Regions from separate parts of the Mus musculus genome. Here region 2 is linked to region 1. The links are chromatin contacts, called in public Hi-C maps. All regions are on one chromosome and are shown on one strand. Each heading gives the region's core, a stretch centred on a gene start, on an enhancer-like site or on the middle of the called end of the contact. The rest is flanking DNA. Distances are from core to core; before and after follow the strand shown.

Evidence for each region. Hi-C and Micro-C count contacts between places; a contact is called where the count stands out from the background.
Region 2: a contact with region 1 is called in a Hi-C map of cortical neurons, with 2.0 times the contacts expected there. The contact joins two enhancer-like sites. A contact is called at or near these places in 1 of 15 datasets of contacts at CTCF or cohesin (the NIH/3T3 cell line), 1 of 484 Hi-C or Micro-C datasets (cortical neurons) and 2 of 115 datasets of contacts at active chromatin or transcription factors (the NIH/3T3 cell line and astrocytes).

The regions. Positions count from the first base shown.
Region 1 is chr13:97,388,712-97,392,569 of GRCm38.p6, forward strand. No RefSeq gene overlaps it. Among named protein-coding and RNA genes, the nearest start is that of Gm33447, 14 kb to the left of the region's middle. Within about 2 kb of position 1,865, at least 96 of the 459 cell types and tissues checked have an H3K27ac peak or open chromatin away from gene starts, as enhancers often do. A contact at or near this core is called in cortical neurons, where this site is marked.
Region 2 is chr13:97,667,456-97,671,313 of GRCm38.p6, forward strand. No RefSeq gene overlaps it. Among named protein-coding and RNA genes, the nearest start is that of Gm34087, 47 kb to the left of the region's middle. Within about 2 kb of position 1,601, at least 28 of the 459 cell types and tissues checked have an H3K27ac peak or open chromatin away from gene starts, as enhancers often do. A contact at or near this core is called in cortical neurons, where this site is marked.

The sequences.
Region 1 (3,858 bases), core at 615-3,114:
GAAGCCAGGAGTCATAAACGGTAACATGAAGTATGGGCAAAATCATGATAGTGCTAACATGGCCTTGATTTCCCGTTTGGGGTTTGGTAAATTGCATGCTTTACCTTGCGTTAGAGTTAATTTCTATATGTATCGTAATGTTTTCCTGAGTTTGCTGAAAAGATATGTAACAGTGCAGACTTTTTCCACTATGAGAAAAAAAATTGTTTTCCAGCTGCCTTGCATTTCTAGAAATGGAATCGAGCGTAACCACTGGCACCAAATAGTTAGCAGTCTGGCCCCGGGCAGACGGCAGAAGGTGTCTGAACTGCTCCCAGATTGCCGTGGCCAAAGGGCAGATACTAGAATGTGATATTTCTGTGCTCAGAGTAATTGGGCTTGTGGGGAATGCCAACATGGACAGTGCTCAGTGTCAGTCCCCATCCAGAATTCCCACGAACACCCCAATTCCCGCACCTTACCCTGGATTGCTGAGGTGGGGTGGTGTCCTTTTCCAAGAGCAGCCACAGCTTGCTTATCTGCTGTGTGGATAGCCCACTTCACAGCTCATTCACAGCAAACTTAAGGCCAAGCTGGGAGCTTTCCCTTCAGCCCTGTAGCCGCCCACCTCCATACGGCCAGGGAATGCTGAATCTTCAGTGCCAGCAAGCCAGCGTTTATGGAATGCCTGACATGCGGCTGACTTTTTATTAGGTCAAGTTTTCATACAAACCTGATGCTATGAGTGGCATCTTCTTATCTTCCAGATTAGGGAGCCAAGACAGTTGTCTTGGGCACACCCATCAGTCTGCAGTAAGATGCCATCCAGGCTAACCATAGCATTTGATAGTTTGAGTCTTAGAAACTTTCCTAGGCTGAGATGAAGCTGAAATGATTTTTTTTTCCAGGTTAGGTTGGCAAGTGTTAGGCTAGGCTCTTTTCATATTAGACAAGCTAACCATCATGTAATATTTGAAAGGAAGAGAACTAATTCTAATTCAGTTTAACATGTAATTCACAATTTTTATTTGTTTTTTTTCCCATCCATGGAATCCTGCCACCCTGACAATGCTTTTACAACTCTCCTTGTAGCACCTGACTCTCAATTTCATGCCCTTTAAAAATAATCTTAACATTTATATTAAAGACACTTACATTATTCACTTAAGTAGACCACAGCTTCTACGATAAATGTCTATGCATTTCTTTTTCTAAGTTATTATCTTAACTTTAAAATCCACCTTTAGTAAATATGCAGAATAATGGATATCTTTATATTAGTTTCACACTGGTGTATCAGCTGCATTTTGTTTATTCAATAAATTTCAAGATGGAAAACAGAAAAAGAAATAATTTGGGGGCTGGTGAGATGGCTCAGCGGGTAAGAGCACCCGACTGCTCTTCCGAAGGTCCGGAGTTCAAATCCCAGCAACCACATGGTGGCTCACAACCACCCGTAATGAGATCTGGCTTCCTCTTCTGGACTGTCGGAAGACAGCTACAGTGTACTTACATATAATAAATAAATAAATAAATTTTAAAAAAAAAAGATGTTTGGGTTTTTTTAAAAAAAAAAAAAAAAGAAAGAAATAATTTGGAACAAAGTTGGGTAAAGCATCTTTACTGCTAGGTGCTATTCTTATAGGATCGATTATAATGTAGCTAAGTAAATATTTGTACCTATTGCAAATATATATATTTCAGAATACTTTGCCAAAGGAAAGCAATTTCTGTGTATATTACAGAAGGCCCCTTTGTTACTATCTCTATTTAAATCCTATGATGTCATTCCTTGTCCTGCTGTGCATCATCGTTTCCATAGTAACAAGGCAGCAGTGGGAGGGGACAGCCATTGGCTTTTAGGATGGCGGGAATGCATGGAAAGTTCCACCTTCCCTAGCAATGTGCAGATTACTTCAGCGTGTGATAAACAACGCAGAAAGTGACACTGTTCCAGGAAGCAGCTTGTTTGGCTTTCGGAATGTGTCTACTTTCCTGACAGCTTTTCTTCATCTTGTGCTGTCTTTCTTGCCTGCCCTCCTCCCCCAAGACCAAAATAAAATCATTAAAAAACAAAACTCCTGCCTGACGTTCCATGTGACTCAGTGACAGCTGTAGGAGTTTGTGCTGCCAGAGATAGTCCTGGGCAGAGCGCTTGCACAGGCTTAACTGCAAAGTGAATTCGACGCTAGATCTAGTCAATGAGAGCTGTCGGGATGTGACTGAGGAGGGAGGCGTCTCTTTGGAATTGAAAGTCACCTCTCTCTCTCTCTCTCTCTCTCTCTCTCTCTCTCTCTCTCTGTGTGTGTGTGTTCACTTAGGCATTGTTAGAATATTGTAACATACTTAGATACTTGATGTTTTCCATAGATGATCTTAACTCTGAGAAATATGCCATCCTTTCTGGGACACCAAGAAAAGGTTTTCAGATATGCACTCCTACCTTTATGTATTTTCAAAATCAAGTTCTTTAAAAATTTTTATGATTTTATGTTATATGTATGGGCATTTTGCCTACTTCTGTATCTGTGCACCATGTGTGTGCCTAGTGCCTGCAGTAGCCGGAACAGCATTTTCTCTGGACCTGGACCTGCAGTAGGTGTGAGACCCCACATAGCTGCTGGGAATCCAAACCCGGGCCTCTGGAAAAGCACAGTGCTCTTTACTAATGAGTCGTCTCTACGGCCCTGAGCTAGTCATTAATTAAAAACCACTTTTTGTTAATCACTTAAGTATCTTGTACAATATATTGATCATGTTCACCCTCTTCCTCCCAGGTCATCTTCTCTACCCAGATAGCTCCATGTCCTGGTTTTGTTTTTAAAGAGGTATTCTTTTTGAGGTAGTCATTAGAATTAAAAGAACACTGTGGGTATATATATATATGTATATATATATATATATATATGTATATACATATATATATATGTGTGTGTGTATGTGTGTGTGTGTATTTTTTTTGAAAAGAGGAGAGCTGTGTTAAGTATTCATTCTTTGCACACTATGCACATAGTTAGCAATTGGAATAAATGCAAGTGCAGAAACTGTGTTCCTGTAAACCTGAGGAAATATCTGCCTCCCCTCACTTTGAGGCCACATGTGATTGCTCTTCCTAGCCAACCATTGATATTGTCATGGGCATTGTTCTTAGACATTTACCCTCTATGTTCAACTTTGTTGGTCAATGTCAGTAGATCACAGATCAACATTTCAACAGTGATGTGCACCTTCTATGCAGTATGCTGACTACTGAGACAAGAGCTTGGGGTGGGGGGAAGCAGGAGACTCTACAGTTTATCATGCAGCCCTCCCCTAAGCTATGTTAGTACCCTCCTTCCATGGAGGATCTTCAGGCCACCTTCCTCAGGTATCACACCCTGACGTGGGAATTCTTTTCATAAGGTCCGGAGCATCACTTCAGCGGTTCTCCTGCTTCTGATGTATTTACTAAAGCTCAGTGACCCACAGATCTCAAGTTTTCCAGACTCCTCCATAAGAGCAGCCCAGGTAAAAGTTCAGAGCCCCCAGATTCATTTCTGGAGGCAAGATATGACAACTTGAATTTTCAATAGGTTCTTCCATTAATACTGTTATTCCTAATAATCACTGCCTTTTAAATTCATTTATTTATTTATTTATTTATTTATTTATTTATTTATTTAAGATCCTGTCTTACTACATCATCCTTGCTGGTTTGAAATTCATCATGTAGGCAGCTTCAGAGGTTTAGTCACTTATCATCCTACAAGGAGGCATGGCAGCAGGCAGGCAGACATGGTGCTGGAGACAGAGCTGAGAGTTCTACATCTTGATTAGAAGGTAGGCCAGGAAAAGCTGAACTCACAGAGATCTACCTGCCTCTGCCTTCCAAATGCTGGG
Region 2 (3,858 bases), core at 351-2,850, 280 kb after region 1:
CCTTCCTAGGCGGCGTTGCTATAGCAATCGTCAGATCCTTTCATTTTTACTCACAGTACTGCAGCGGTACTCAGACTAGAAGCTCCAGGTGGTAGAAGGAGCATGCTGCTTTGGGTGCCCTTCCCTCTCAGTGCTCCTTTCTCCCGTCTCCAGTCACACTGGCCTTTTCCTTCCATACGTCTGGAGCAGGGCCCTCTTGTGATGAGTTTCCATGACTGTTCATGGCATTTTTAATTCAAATATTGCACAAGTCATTCATTCTATTCTTTAGATCTTTGCTCAGATATTGGAGGAGCACCATGACCTTGCTTTTAGAACCCTCTATTCCCCTTTCCTGTTTTAGAGTCAGAACCTCATGATATAGCTCAGCCTGGCCTCCTGTTTGTGTTCCTCCAGCTTTTGTTAGCCATGGCCTTGAATTATAGGCATGCACCACAATTCCCAGTCCCGTTTCGTTTCCATCTACATTATTTTTTTTCTCCCTATGACCTACCATCTATTTTACACTGAAATACAACACAATAGTGTGAACTCCATTGGGCAGACATTTTGTTTCCATGGTGCCCAGAACAGCCCAGGGATCAGGCTAGACATTGCTAATTAGTTGTGGATGAACAAAGGAAGTTCTTAACCTACCAGCCTCTTTTTCATTTTCTGTTCTCATTATATAGGTATCCATGTGGTAGTTTCCTGAGAACCTGAACTCAAAAGAATCCACATAAAGACAGATGGGGGATTGTCTTGTGAGTAAAGACCTACTGTGTAAGAAGGATAAGGAACAAAGTTTGGATTCTCAGCACCAAAGGAAACCCAGGGTGGGTGTGGAGGCCCACCTGTGATCCTAACCCTGGAAGATGGAAACTGAAGCTCCCCAGAGCAAGCTAACTAGCTAGGTTAACAGAATTGGCGAGCTATGGGTGCAGATGAGAGGCCTTGAATCAATACATAAGGTGGGGAGGGATTGAGGAAGACATCAGACGCCAACTTTGGCCTCTAAACACTGGCATACACATTTTCACATGCACCTTACAAACACATGCATTCATACACATGTGAACATGCAGACATACATACATATTCCACATGCATATCCATGCTGAAGTAAAAACAACAACAACAAAAAAACCAAACACCCCCCCAAAAAAAACCCTGGTCTTAAGGAAAAGGTACTCTTTCTCTCTAATACACAATTGTGTGAAGTCTGATCTTAATATACTGATATTAATTTAAGCATAGCAGGAAAATGTTTGGGAGGTTCTGTAGTGTGAAATAATTAGAATATTAAATCCCACAGGGGTCTACTCCATAATTAATAAGGGCAAGGTTTCTAAATGCAGGAGGCATGCATATGCATGTTTTAAGTGAGTTAAAGGAACAATAGACTTAAGAGCAAGGTTTTAGAATATTCTCTCAGATCTTGCTCATCTGTAGACATAGAAAGTCACACAGTGCCTTGTCATTAGCAAGTGGCTTTCTTCCTAGACAAGAACGTTTATAAATAACACGAGAATTGATTATCAAAAGACCTGCCCCAGCACTGGAAAGAAATGCTTGAGCAGAGAGGAGCCAGGATTCATGAATATACTGGCTCACATTCTTTTCTGCTGGCATGCTTGAGAGGAGGAGCTAAGGCCTTGCTTGCTGAATTAGGGCGAGTTGGCAATGAGAACTCAGAACGCTTTGGCATTTGCTAGTTTGAAGCTTAACCTTCTGAATAGTTGAGTGTAATTACATGTGGTTTCTTAAAAGAGGCTCGAACAAAGCAAATCATTTCAGGAATGTCCTAAAAGACATATTTAGAGGAGCTATGCTTTGGTCCCTGTAGACCTGACTATACCTGTAAACAGACTTCTTCCTCTTGAACTGATGGAATGTTCAACGGCACAAAAGACAGTAATCTTTTCAACTCAAATTCCTCCTGATGCATGGTATCCAACCCACCTAAAATGTTCCTTGCCTGTAATTCTTTAACATATGCAACCTGATCTTATGTACCAAGCCGGGGAAATGAGCAAGGGAGCGTTAACCCAGTGAGGGCCAGTGGAACGGAGCAGTGAACAAAACTTGTGAAAGAGATTTTAATAAAAGAAGATACAGTTACCTAGTGTTTCATTTCAGTATTCACCTGGCAAAAGGCCAGTCTGGGCGTTTAGAAACATACAGGCTTTGTTTCTTAGAAGCCTTTGCAATCTACTCTGTATTGAGTAATTTTTGTGTGTTAGGCAAAGTGCATTACAAATCCTTCGACAAGCTCCATGCGACGAGTACCATCATCATACCTGTTTTGCGTGGGGGTACAGGAGGAAAAGAGAGCCTAGGATACTCTGATGTTCCCCATCAATTGTGGAGCTTGGTCCATATGCTGGTCTTCTGAGAGTCTGTACTCTCAAACACAACAGTCGCTTGAGTCCCAACAAGCTCCATTCAGCACACCACACCCCCTAGTTATCCCTGATAATTACAATTCAGTGACTAATGGCATTCTCTGTAGCCTCCTCTCTCCCAGGAGTATCAGGATGGAGCCAATTCCGCAAGGTCCCTCCGCCTTGAGGTAGTCTGTGGTCACCCTCCAAATGTATTTGCTTTCTGATTCCTTAAGCCTAATGGCACAAAATGCACCGCATGACCATTGTCCTTTATCAGGCCAGTGCATGACTTTGGTAGGTGGGACTGGAGCCAACACTTGTTAGAGGCTGAAATGGCTTTGGTAAAGTGCTTCTAAGGATAAGATGAAATCTTTAAGGATTTGTTCTATTATTTTATGTTCCCAAGGCACAGTGCTGTGGTTTCCTGTATCTTGTCACTTCTAAAGACATCTCTCATTCTACTCTATTGTGATCCCACAGGGTTATTAAGTGGTTCTAAGGGAGAAGAGTGCTGGGAGGGCGAGAGCTGCTTTGTTTCCTTCAGGATACTGGTAGAGGTCTGATTAGGACCCATTCTTACTCAGAGGGGAGACAGAATACAGAATAATACAGATACATTTATCTATATGTGTGGGTGGGGTACCAGGTGGGAGAGAGAGAGCATGAGCATGAGAGAGAGAGAGAGAGAGAGAGAGAGAGAGAGAGAATAAACCTACAGTCATTTTTAAGGAATAACAAATTCAAAAGTGTGCATTTGCACAAAAATCTCTTATTAAACAGTGAGTCGGTTAAGAATCGAGTACCTGCTGGATGCCACCCATTAAGAAAGAAAGTAAGATCGAAGCAGTTCTTGGCTTCCAGGGCTCCCATACAGAGGGACATCTCCAGTGAAGCCGTAGCTATGGTTAAGTCTATGAGGCAGGCTGACTGGTGCTGTGAGAATGGAAATACAAGACTTGAACCAGGTCCAAGAGATCAGCACAGATGCTAACACAGTCTAGGTAGATTAATCAGTAAAATGCTTGCTATAATTATTAATAAATAATTAAATGGCAGGGAATTCTCAAGTAACAGTAGAGAAATCTCAAAGGTAGCAAATAGGAATAGAGTCAGCAGGTGAAGAAAGGCACTTATTGATGGGCAGGGACACCTACCCACACAGACATACAGAGAAAAAGTCCCTTTGCAACATAGAGGGGGTGGAGGGCTCAGGAAAGCTGACAAATCCAGGCTCTTCTTGAGGACTGGGTTTGGTGGCAGTGGTGTTTTTTCCTTCCCCTAATTTAGGGCTGGTCAGTTTGAAGGAGAATATGATATTGCTTGACGCACAACTGTTATGTCATGTGTTTTTTAAATCTTGACTTAGAAGGGTAAGGAAGAAGCTGGCCATTTTAGAAATTTGTCACCTTTATTACCTAGTCATGTCCCTTTTCTTTATCTGTCTAACTCTTAGTCTCACAGTGTGTTAAGGGCATTAGGTTTGTCCTGATAA